Linked DNA regions of Mus musculus: region 1 is linked to region 2. Evidence: chromatin contacts called from public HiChIP or PLAC-seq data. All regions are on one chromosome and are shown on one strand. Each heading gives the region's core, a stretch centred on a gene start, on an enhancer-like site or on the middle of the called end of the contact. The rest is flanking DNA. Distances are from core to core; before and after follow the strand shown. Region 1 holds the start of Gpt (glutamic pyruvic transaminase, soluble). Region 2 holds the start of Scx (scleraxis).

What was found. HiChIP or PLAC-seq counts read pairs in DNA pulled down with a chosen protein or histone mark.
Region 1: a contact with region 2 is called in an HNF4G HiChIP or PLAC-seq map of pancreatic cancer cells. The contact joins the promoter of Gpt here to the promoter of Scx in region 2. A contact is called at or near these places in 3 of 39 promoter capture datasets (embryonic stem cells, liver and neural stem cells), 1 of 484 Hi-C or Micro-C datasets (embryonic stem cells), 1 of 115 datasets of contacts at active chromatin or transcription factors (pancreatic cancer cells) and 3 of 9 other capture datasets (adipose tissue, liver and pancreatic islet).

The regions. Positions count from the first base shown.
Region 1 is chr15:76,695,286-76,701,743 of GRCm38.p6, reverse strand. It overlaps Gpt (glutamic pyruvic transaminase, soluble), which reads right to left and starts at 5,018. Exons shown (of 11, transcript NM_182805.3): 1 at 4,725-5,018; 2 at 4,496-4,585; 3 at 4,314-4,422; 4 at 4,069-4,202; 5 at 3,661-3,904; 6 at 3,362-3,441; 7 at 3,152-3,288; 8 at 2,855-3,029; 9 at 2,593-2,748; 10 at 2,396-2,508; 11 at 2,069-2,324. The coding sequence starts at 4,886. The coding sequence ends at 2,234. Mfsd3 (major facilitator superfamily domain containing 3) reads right to left here and starts at 202. Exons shown (of 5, transcript NM_027122.3): 1 at 1-202. The coding sequence starts at 75.
Region 2 is chr15:76,456,080-76,461,728 of GRCm38.p6, reverse strand. Scx (scleraxis) reads right to left here and starts at 4,291. Exons shown (of 2, transcript NM_198885.3): 1 at 3,543-4,291; 2 at 2,261-2,647. The coding sequence starts at 4,127. The coding sequence ends at 2,609. All of the region lies in intron 3 of Bop1 (block of proliferation 1), which reads left to right.

The sequences.
Region 1 (6,458 bases), core at 3,769-6,268, 240 kb before region 2:
CAAACTGGACTGCAGTCCATAGGGCAGACCCTGCACAAGATAGAGGCCGGCCAGCGGCAGCAACTTCCCATGCATGGCCCGTTCGTGGTGGGATCGGACGGCTCAGGATGAACAGTCAGGGTCTGGTCCTCCTACATAGGGCCGGGGACAGTCAGGCTGTAATCCCGACACGCACACTGGGACCAGAAATCCCGGAAGTACCGAAGCTGGGAGAAAAATGCGGAGCGATAGACCGGTCCTATCGCATGGTGGGACCGCAGTCTTGCACAGCCCATAACTACCGGCATGCTTTGCGCAGGGGTCAGGGTGAGGGAGAGGCGGGGCAACCCGGGCTGGGGGTGGAGCCAACCCCCTACTAGTCCTCAATTGGCCTAAAACCCAAATGTTAAGCAGGTTACTGATACCTACACAGACCCAAATCATCTGCTCTGGCGCCCCTCGTGCCAAACCTGGACACGACAGCCTGCTGCTCACAATGCCAGCGGGTAGATGTGAGTGGCTAGGAAGGAAGCTGAGGTAACAGGCTGGTCTCAAAGGTATCTTCCTGTCTGCTGAATGGATACCAGATCCGTTCCAGAAGAAGCATTTTCACTTTAGCGGTTTTTTGTTTGTTTGTTTGTTTGTTTGTTTGGTTTTATGTGTGTGTGGATAGGTTTTCTTTATAGAACTTACTTTGTAGACCAGGCTGACCTCAAACTCAGTATCTTCCTGCCTCTGTCTCCCAAGTGCTGGGATTAAACGGGTGCGCCACCACTGGCGGGCTCACCACGCCCAGCTCCCGAAGCATTTCTAATACTTAGCTCACAGAGCCAATACTTTGCCCCACAATGCATTTAGCACTGCTCCCCATTCCTTGCTGAGACTGTGGCTTCAGAGCTGCCCCCAGGTCAGTGACCACAGAAGCAGGAGTTTTGTGGGGAAGGGCAGGACCTAGTCAGCTATTGCCCGTGATACCCACTTCCTTTTCAGTATTCAGTGAGGGTAGTTAGTCCAGACCACGTGATTCTGGCTCTGCAGGGAAGGCTCATGCCCAGTCTCTCCCCCTTCTCAGAGTTGTGCCCTCCCAAGTCCACAATGAGACTGTTAAATGAGGCCTTGGGTTAACTGACTCAATTATAGTAGATAACTGGGTGGAACTTCTTTTGTGTTTGGACACAGTGTCCAAGTCCTAGCACCCTGGCACTGCCTTGCTTCCACGGAGGGGCTATCCTGCCACTTCCAGATAGTCTCAGGATCTAAGTGTTCACATCTATAAAATGGGTTCTACTTTTGGGGCATGATTGTAAACCCCTATAATTTTGCTCTTCAGGCTGAGGCAAGAGAAGAATGAGTTTAGGTTGCCCTGGATACCTTAGCTGTTTAAAGGGGTGGCAGGCAGGATATAGTTCAGTGGTCCTGAGTCCAATCCCCAGTACCACAAAACTTAGGGGATGGAGGACGGCTTTGCCTACCGCAGAGGAACACTGCAGACCAAACAAGTTGAACCCCAGCAGTGTCTACTGTGCACAGGGGCTCATCCTGAGCCTCCCAGTCCAGGATGTATCTTTCCATTAGCACACATCTGCCCCAAGGGTTCCTAAATGTGCTTTGCAAAAGGACCTCCCCTGCTCTGCTCTGCCGGAGGTGGGCACCGCCCAAGCCCTTGCTGTCAGTCCTAACTTGGCTGTAAGAGCTGAATACCTCCCTACTGTGGTTGGCACACACGGCTGTGTCCCGGAGCAAGGTTACTGTTTCTGACACAGCCTCTGAGGTCTCTTTCCCCTGCATTCCCTCAGACCTCACCCCCTCCCAAAGTGGTTCTGTTGCGGCCCTAAAAGGCAGATGCTCTGCCGTCACACCTTTTACTGGCATGTTAGTTGATTTTATGTAACCGATCATCACATGCCCCACACTTAAGACTGAAGACCTAGCCCACAGATGCACTGTCTCAAGCCAAATGTAGGAATGACGATCTGGAGGGTCCTCCCTTCCCTGGGAACCATCCTTAGCAACTCCTCTAGATGCCGTTTCCAGTGTCCCTTATGTGGAGTCTGTGTGTCTACACAAAGCCAGTCAGGTGAGTCAAAGCTGGGGTCACCCAGGCAGCCACCTCAAATCAGGCCTACACCCAGCTTTATTAGGGACCTGCAGGGACAAGTACCCAGACCCTATGCAAAATCAGAAATAGTGAGGGCTCCCAAGGACCCTCAGTTTGTTGAGTCAGAGAGCATCCAGTGTGGCCCTAGCAGTGGCTTCAGGAGTACTCATGAGTGAATTTAGCATGGAAGTGCCTCAGTTTCTCCAGCAGCACCCGCAGTTTCTCCATGGGGGGCAGAATGGTCATCCTGAAAAGGACAAATGGTCAGCGTGAAGTACAGGTCCATTAGTGGCAGGGTCAACCCATCCCGGGTCTCACCGGAAATGATAGGTGCCCTCCTGCTGCCCAAAGCCACTCCCAGGCACAACGCAGATGCCAGTCTCTTCCAGGAGGCACAGACAGAAGAACATGTCAGGGGCCAGGCCCAGGTCCTGGGGGTCAGGAGGGTGGTCAGCTCACAGCCTGGCGCCAGGCCCACACCCTGCTCGGCCCCCATGTAGCCCTGCATGCCCCACCTGCGCACGCTGCACTGCTTTCAAAGGCAGCTGAATTTGAGGGAAGGAATACATAGCGCCCTGCACCGGGTTGCAGCGGATCCCGGGGGCCTCGTTGAAGACCTGCTCCGTGAGTTTAGCCTTGGCTGCCAGTTCAGCCAGCACCTCCTGCCTCTCCTGCAGTCACAGGAGGGAATCATGGAAGAGGGTTTCAACGTGTCCCTCTATAGTCCCACCCAAAGCCGGATCACCAGGTATCTTTGGCCTGGTCTGGTCTGCTCACTGCTTGAAACTGCTTGAAGGACGGCTCCGAGGGGGTTGGCGGACTGACCACCATGCCCATCAAAGCCTGGCCCGGCACTGGTGGACACAACCGCACGCTCATCAGTTTCGCCATCTGTTTCTGCACCTCGGCATCCATGTTTACCACTTCCACATAGCCACCACGAAACCCGCACCTGCCCAGGAGAGCATGAGTTGAGGCTGGTCTGGGAAGAGGGTGCGCCACCGTGGCAGTGACTGAGAGTCCTCTAGCCCTCCCCGCTTCACCACCACCACCACCACCTGAGCCTGTACGCACTCGCCCATGTAGCCCTTAGAGACTGAGTGGAAAGACGCGAGCTCCTGCTGCGTGGCATATGGTGGCCCCATCTCCGTGAGCACCTTCTTGAATGAATGGAACTGAGAGCCCTCAGCATATACATTGTCTTGGTATACCTGTAGGGGTGGCAGTGTCATTCAGGCTGGGGGCTGAGCTGCTGCTCACCACTCTGTGTGCCCCTGTGTGTACCTCATCAGCCATCAGGAAGAGTCCCTCTTCGAAAGCAAAGCGGATTACGGCCTCGATGCATTCACGGGTCTGCACCTGCCCTGGAGTGTGAAGATGCATCACTGACTGGAAAGTCAGCCGCCCGCGGGCAACAGAGAACCAAGCCCAAGAGTGCTCAGCCCAGGCGCTTGGGGTTGGAGAGCAAGGGCAGGTTCTGGAGGAAGAGGCGGGGCTGGAAGGAGGAGCCCAGTGAGGCGGAGCTAGCGGGGGGGGGGGGGTAAAAAGAGTGAAACTGCAGGGGGCGGAGCTGATAGGTTTACCCGTGGGGTTGCCGGGGTTGATGACGCATAGTACTCGAGGGCAGCAGCGGTCACGTGCCTGGCACAGAGCGCGCCGCAGCTCAGCGATGTCAAGAGCCCAGGCGCGCTCTTCGTCCAGGTAGTAGTCCACTTGCACGGCGTCCAGCTCAGCCAGCGCAGCTGAGTACAGTGGGTACTGAGGAATGGGAATGAGTACACCGGTTCGCGCACGGCCCTCGCCGGCTACCAGCAGCTTGAGCATGGTCTGTAGGCCGGATAGGGAGCCCAGCGTTAGTGCAACCAGAGTTGTACACCCCACCCCGCCCCCACCACCGCCCTGTGCTGACGCTGCTGCACCAGACTCAGCCCCATCTAGCCTCACACATAGGGCTACTCCGATTTGACCTGCCCTGCCCTGGGCTACCCTACCACGATGGCATCGCTGGCCCCTGTGGACAGAAATATGTTGTTCGGGTCTGCAGGGATGCCTCCGTCTCTCCTCTCAATATATTGCGCCACATCCTCCCGAATCGGCTGGATTCCAGAGCTAATGCTATAGGCACCTGAAAGGGGACAAGCTAAATGAGGTGGGCCAAGTCCTGTAATCTTCCCAAGGGACTCGTCCCTCTCTGCCTCTCCTTAAGGCTTGGGCTCCACCTAGAGCTCGCACTCACCCAGGCTGTGGCCCCCGCATGCCTGCAAGATGCGTTCTGCCCTTCTCTTGGCATCCTCTGGGAAGTCCGGACTGCTCAGAAGATTGGGGTAGACACAGAGGGCCAGGACCTGGAAGAACCAAGTACTGAGTCCAGAGCAGCTGGGGAAGGAGGAGTAACCACAGGTAGTACAGCAGCCTAACCTGGCGGAAGAAGGTGATGGGTCTCTGCCCCATGGCTTGTGCATCCCCAATATTGGCACGGATAACCTCAGTAAAAGGCTTCTTCACACCCTGGGAAAGAAAGGAAGCGGGCAGGGAGATTGAACACCACCACCCTACTCTACTGCCTTTGTCCCACATTCCACTGTGCTGGGGACGAGCTCAGCAGCCCAAGTTTAGCAGAAGGGCAGTAAGTGGCCCAAGGCAATACCTGGCGCAGCTCCTGCTCCAGCTCCAAGGCACGTTGCACGATGGGGCCTCGGACTGCATACTCCACCCTCCGCACACATGGGTTCATGGTATCCAGAGTTAGCACCTTCCCCTTCAGTCCATTCCTTGAAGCCTGGATCCGGTCATTCCTTTGTGAGGCCATGGCTGCTCAAAGCAGGCAAGAATGCTGGCTCAAGAAGAAGGGTCCAGTTGGGGAGCAGGGCTGGGAATGGGGAGTCTGCGTGAGGTAAGGCACCACCCTCTCCACGGCAGCCTTCTGGCCCTACTGAAAGGGGCAGAAAAGGCTGAAGGAACTGGAGCACCCTGGGCCCCGCCCCATCAGGCTGGGCACAGATCTGCCCCAGGGTGCCAGAGGGAGTTGGTAAGGCAGCAGGCGGGGCTTGGGGCGAGGCCCAGTGCCGCCTAGTGTCCCCACGAGGGAGCAAGAGACCCACTTGGGGAGTAGGGACAGACGGATGGTTCAATACTTGACACACTGGAAACTGGGAGAAGAGAGCACTGAGCATCTCAGCCTATTAAGAACAGAACCAGGGACTACTGGAGATTTACCCTAGCAAGGCCCAGCTGAAGCCTAGGCCTCAGACCTGATACACACTCCATCTTTACTTTAAGCAAGTGGACTTGTCTCCTAGGTAACTAAGCCAGGCCTTGGGAATCTGGGGAGCACTGGGGGAAGGGAGAAAGATGTGTAGTCTCTGGGTTCCATGGGGACTGACAGAGTGCTATGCTTGGACCTTGGTCTCTGATGAGCCACTGCAAGGGTTTAGGGGGAGGGGAAGAGACTGGAGACGGGACAGCTAGTTCTGGACACACCTCACCCTGGACTGCCCTCATGCCCTTTCAATACACATCAGCTTGAGGGTGCCCTTAGGTCGACAACCCAGGCCAAGGGTAACTAAGTCCCCTTCCCTGCTGCTCCTGATTGGTAGAGAGAACAGGAAGTGAGCTCTGATAGGCCCACAGTACCCCACTCCCACTGGCCTTCTAGAAAGCTTATAGACTTGCTCAACACCTGGTCATCTAAGCCCTTGGACCCATCATGGCTCAGGCTAAGGGCTGGGGAGAATGACTTCTAAGCTGGGCAGCAGGCAGCTAGGAAGGCATGAGGTGAGCCTTAATCCCTCTGTCCCTGGAGGCCCTGGAGTGGGGACACACTCACCTCTGATCTCTTGGCTCTGATGCCACAGTAGCCTCCCAGCTCAGTGGCCTTTCTCTGGCCCTCAGGACACACCACAGATTAATATAGGCTTGGCCCTGGCAGAACCTGCCACTGCCTGCCTCTTACTAGCAGGGCCCAAGTAGGAGTGGTAGCAGGTGGACTTCAGGCAGCGGCGGCACAGCCCTACTCTAAATTTAACCAGCAGTCATCACCAACCCTCCCCCAAGCCCTTCCAAGGACACTAACCCTCCAACCACAGGTGCTAGAGGAAGGACAGGCCCTGAGGATGGACACCAGGCTGACCAGGTCAGTGCCCATGTGACCTCGTAGAGATGGCCATGCAAATACAAATGCAACGGTCATGATCTAGAATTGCCTTCTTCCCTCTAGCTTGAGGCCCCTAAAGGGCCCCTCTCATTCTGATACACTGTCCCTAGCCAGCACAGCCCAAGTGGCCAACTGCTTGTCACCTATACCAGCACAGGCGGAAGCTGGCAGACATGCCCCAGGATCAGGGCTTCATGCCAGAAACTGAGACCATGACCCTGGGAAGCA
Region 2 (5,649 bases), core at 3,042-5,541:
TGGCTGCTGGCCCGTGGTGTGGGCCAGCCCCCCCCCCCCCCAGCTGCCTCTGTGGGGCACACACTAAGGGCGCCCCTGGGTTTTGTCCCACAGCTCCTCAGTGTGGTAGAGGGTAAAGTTGCCCTCTGGGAAGGATGCCAGGGGCTGTGGTGGGTACATAGCACCTGCCACTCTTTGGCCATAAGCTGTTGTGGATTCACGTGGAGCCACAGGATGGGAATGGACCATGCCACCCCCGGTCTGGTTTGAATCTGGAGCAGTGGAGGGTGACGGAGTGTTCTTCCCGCCCCTCCCCTCCTCCTGCTGGCTGTCGGGCCAAACCCTCAGCCACTGCTACCGGTGCAGCTCAGGGAGTGGCTGGGCTGCCTGCCCGGGCCTGAGGCTGGCCAAGCTGCAGCCTCTTTCAGAGTCAGGCCCTGCAGTGGAGGCCTTGGCCGGGCGCGTGCCGCACCCCAACTTCCAGGCCTCTAGAGAGCCTTCCAGCCCTACGGCCCGTTCCCTTTCATCTGACCCCTCTTGACACCCAAGCCTCTCTGGCTCTTGTCTGGTTGACCCTGGCCTACCACTCAGTCCTACTGAAGCTCAGGCTGCCTAGCTCCTGGGCTTCCCTGCCTTCTCCTTTGCCCTGGTCCCTTTGTTGGCTCTTTCCTCCTCTGCTGGGCTTTATTAAGTCCTGAGATGCCGAGTGGAGCTAGCTGGGCATGGTTGGGCCTCTGTCTGGCCCCATAGCCCCCAGCCATGCTGCTCACACTGGCAGCTCTGCACATGGGGAAGCGTACCTACCTGTATTTGGGGGCTTTCTCCGAGCCTTCTGTGTGTGGACCTCTGACATTGGCCCAGCCATTTGACTATTGAAGTAGGTACCACTCAGCCATTGGTCCTTTTGGGGTTTGTGAGGGAGATTGGCACCCAGGTCTTGAAATGTGAGGCCTCTAAGTGAGGGGGAGGAGACCTGTGTCCAGAGTGGGAAGGCCAGCTGGGGTCCTTGGGTGGGGGTTGGTACCCATCTGCCTAATACAGGGCTACCCTGCCAGGCTGTGACTCTGCACTCAACCCAGCACCTAGCACAGAGTCCTTGTAGCTTGGAAGTGAAGCTGGGCAGAGTCTTGCATGGGGAACGCATGAGAAAGGAAGGGCATGAGAAAGGAAGGTGGCCTCCGTCAGCCCCAGCTGCATCTCCAGGTTCTGGCTTCCTGGGCTGCAGGAGCTTTGCAGTGTGTGACTGAGTGCCCTTTCTCCCTCCCTCCGAGCAGCTGTGAGCTCCTGCAGGATTAAGGGGAGGAAATTTGGGGTTGGATTTCTTTCTGAACGAAACCTGCCGCTGTGACTCTTTATCCCGTTATATTTCTATCAGATTGGACACAGCCCCCTGCCCCTGCCTTAATGGCCTGGCTTTGAGAATTTCCTCCAAAATTACACCTTTGTTTCCTGCATCAGCATTCCCTGGAGCCCGTCAGTGCAGAGGAGGGGCCCTGTTGTCCCTCCCTATGAGGATGCCCACGTAGGCCTCAACACCTGGTCTACCCCCCAGCCAGGGACCAGGAGGCCTGCCAGTGCCAGCACCTGGTGCCCTCTGCCATCCTCCACCCACTACCTAGCCAGAAGTCAGGCCTGGCCTTTCTTCTCTGTTGTACCACTCAACTAATTGTCACCTGCAGGGTTTTAATGATCGGCCAGCTGTGCACAGAGCCTGCTGAGAGGCCAGTGGGGTCTTTGGGAGAGCTGGGTAGGACAGAGTGTTGGATGGCTAGGAATCCTTCCAGTGTGCAGCTGGAGGCAGAGATCAGAAGCTCTGGCAGCCCGTGGACCCAGAGCCTCTCTGGGCCTGCGTGGGTACCAGTGGGGACATGTAGGTAGCTGCTATTCGGATGGTATCCTCGGGCCCATCTAGGCCTGCTAGCCTGCTTGGCTGACAGCAGTGCTTATTCCCTGTACCCATTTTTAATGGAACACTGCTGGTGAAACCAAACATCCCCGTGCCTAGGTCCCCATCTGATCCCCTCATCGGAGGAGGCAGGGCTGCTGTGTTGCTTGCTGCTATTTACCATGAGCCAAGTGGGCTTGCCCTCTCCTCTCTCCTTCTATCTCAGTCACCACACAGCGCCTCTCCCCCTTCCCTGCTCCCTACACACACACACACACACACATATACCCCTGGTACAAACTCCTGATAGGTGATCTAACCCTGTCCTCACTCTGGGAAGATGGGGTGAGAGAGCTAGGGTCATAGTGAGTTCACATCCTTTCAAGAGGGTAGTCTGCCTCAATTTGGAAGATACTGTTTCATTTTTAATTATACAAAATTTCCAGACTTTATATTATCATATTAAAGACACAAGATGCCAACACTTGGCCCAGGTAGAGAGCCAGCATGGAAAGTCCCAGTGGGCCTGGGTCAGTGTTCGGCTGCTTAGAGTCAAGCCATCACCCGCCTGTCCATCTCTCTGTTCATAGGCCCTGCTCATAGCTGGGGCAGGTCTGGCCTGGTGAGCGTGCTCTTGGGGACCTGCGCTCAGATCAGGTCCAAAGTGGGGCTCTCCGTGACTCTTCAGTGGCATCCACCTTCACTAGTGGCATCACCTCTTGGCTGCTGTGGACCCTCCTCCTTCTAACTTCGAATCGCCGTCTTTCTGTCACGGTCTTTGCTCTGCAGAGGGGATGGGGGTGTGTCAGGGTCTGAGTGGAGACTTAGTGTCACCCAGCACTGCCCGAACCTTCCTGGCTTCCTGTTGGGGGCACTGCCTGTGCTAGGGCACCCCATCCCGGGCTCCTGCCACCCCCACAGTGCATTTTGGGGAGGGGAGTATACTGCTGCAGAGCCGAAACTGTAAAATTAAATTTCCCAGATGTTCAGGCCCCAGGAGCTTGCGCGTGCTGTCTGGAGAGGAAATGGGGATTGGGGAAAGCCGTTGTATTTTTTCCCTGCTCACCCTGCTTTTCCGGTGCCACCAAGTGCGGCCAGAGCAGTAAATCATGGCTGGCCAGCATCTCTCAGTTCAGCCTTCTCCCCTAGCCCCTCTACTGCAGGTCTCAGTAGACCAGGGGAGAGGCAGCAGGTGCCCATAAGCCTTGGGGTGGAGGTGGGCTGCGGGGGCGGAGGGGTAGTGGCACATCAGCCTAGTGGGGGCATCCCTTTGACTGCCTCACTGTTTCACATTGTTCCCCTCTGGATGGAAGCGTATAGATATACTTCTTACTTCTTGAATTCACCTCCTTTCACTTCTCAACTTGATGGGAAACGAGCCTGAAAGTAAGGCCCCTCTGCCCTGCCAGGTTCCTGCTGCCTGCCCTCCCTCCCGGAACTTCTGGGTGGCCCATCTCAGCATTACTTCTTGATCCTGTATTTGCAGGTCCCTATGACCACTACCAATGGGAGTCTGTGTCCCAAGGTATGGCTCCTCTGTGCCCTTCCCTCCTTTGGGCACAGCTTTGTTGGCAGGTGTAGATGCTAGGGAATGCTGCCCCTGCCCTGCACCTCTCTGCCTGGCAGGTGTGGGCTGGTGAGTACATCGGGGCCCCTCGGTGCTCCCAGCCCTGCTCACCAACTTTCTCTGGTTGCTGAGGCAGAAGGTGCAGATCTGTTTGGGCTGGGTGTTCTCGCCGCCGTCTCTGGCCAGTGGTGGTGGCGGCGGCGGCGGTGGCAGTGGGCTGCCCGCACGACCGCTGTGGAAGAAAGCGGGTCCCGAGTGGCATGGTTGCCCGTCGCCACAGGCCTCACCCACCAGCAGCACATTGCCCAGGTGAGAAATGTAGCTGGAGGCCAGGCGCAGCGTCTCAATCTTGGAGAGCTTGCGGTCCGCTGGCTCGGTGGGGATGAGTGTGCGCAGCGCAGTGAAGGCCGTGTTCACGCTGTTGGTGCGGTCCCGCTCGCGCGCATTCGCTGTGTGCCGCTGCCGGGGCTCGCGGCCTGGCCGCCCCCCGGGTCCTGGCCCGCTACCCGCGGCCCTCCGTCCTCCTGCCCGCCGCCGGGCGCCCTGGAGGCCACAGCGCGCAGCATGCACACGGCAGGGTTTCTCGTCGGAGCCCGAGCTCTCGCTTCCGCGGTCCTCATCCTCCGACAGCGGGCTCACCTCAGGGTACAGGTAGCGACCCGGCGGCGGCGCTGAACGCAGCATGGCGAAGGACATGGGCCGGGCAGGGGGCGCGGCGTCAGCTCCACCGTGCGCTGCTCATGCCGCCTCTTTAGGTCCCCACAGGCCGCCGGGCCAGGGGTCTCCGCTGCGCCCCGCGGTGGCGGCTGCCGGGTGAGGCGGGCACATGTGTTCGGACTGGAGTGGGGCCGCCAGCCGAGCAGTGCCTTTATAGCAGTCAGCTCCTCCCCCGCGCCTGGCCTCCGCCTCCCTTTCTGGCCTGGAGGAGTTTACTCAGAGCTCGTGCGTGCACCTTTTCCCTTTTAATAGCCGTGCCTAGAGGGCCCCCGAGCATCTTTCTGGTTGGAGCGTTTCTGGGGTGCTACTAGTGCCCCAAGACAATGGTGCCCATCCCACCCATTCTACAGGGCAGAAGAGAATAAATCAAGAATCAAGAGGCTTTCTCTCCTGGCATGCCTAAGTTCACCCAGCTGCCCTGGCCCTGAGTGCCTGGCCACACCCTGTCTGACTCTCCTTCCATGTGCACTTGGGTCTTTTGTGCCAGGCCGTGTGTGTGTGTGTGTGTGTGTGTGTGTGTGTGTGTGTGTGTGTGTGTATGTGAGAGAGAGAGAGAGAGAGAGAGAGTGTGTGTGTGTGTGCACTCATGGGGGTGACTCCAGCAGTAGCAGTCTAGAAATGGGTGTGTGTGGTTGGCATGACTTGACTCCATGGCCTGTGCCTTGTGCCAGATCTTACCCCTTTGACCCATCCTGCTTGGGGGCCCCACCCCCATCCTTGCTGTATGCTTCATGGGGCTTCTCAAAGCCAGTGCACACGTGGATAAGAGCTAAGATCGGCACCTCTCCATCCCTCCAGTTCGGAAGTGGCCCTCAAGGTGGAGAGCGTACAGCAAGAGCATGGGGCATTTCTGGGCTGGTGTGGACAGGTGCAGTGGGACGAGGCCCAAGGGGTCTTGCTGAGGGGCTGCTGGCACTCATCTGTGCTAGTTATGTCTGGGCCCCTCCTCCCTGTGGCTACTGTTGCAGGAAGTGGCCGCCTGGGCAGCAGTCCCCAGGCTGGGAGGAGTGAGGGTGGTGGTGGCTGGCAGGGGCTGAAACCAGGAATGTGTGTCCAGGAATGTGGCTGCTCTGCCCACTGAAATGGGAGGGGGAGGATCAGTGGTGCTGGAAGGGGGTCCTTGACCACCTGCCGAGCAGAACAGGTTTGTCTCCCTGAGGTTGGGGTGGGGTCTTCCCATGGTTCCTGCCTTGTAAACTACCCACTTGTACCTAAGGCTTTTGCCAGGGGAGGGAGCCCATAGGCGATGAGGTCATCCCTGTCTGTGGCTGCCCAGAGCCTTGGCCAAGGAATCCAGTGAGGGGGGAGGCTAGGGTTGGCATCACTTCAGTGGAAAATGTGAAGGTAAAGCTCAGGCGCCTCCGAGGGCTTGGGGGAGGGGCATAGCACCCCTGCCGCGCCACGTCAGACATCGGGGCCAAGGCTAGGGCGGATTTTGGGTCACTTGGCTTCTGGGCACTTGAGGCTGATCTTGAGTGGCTCTTCTGCCCTTGGGTGGTTT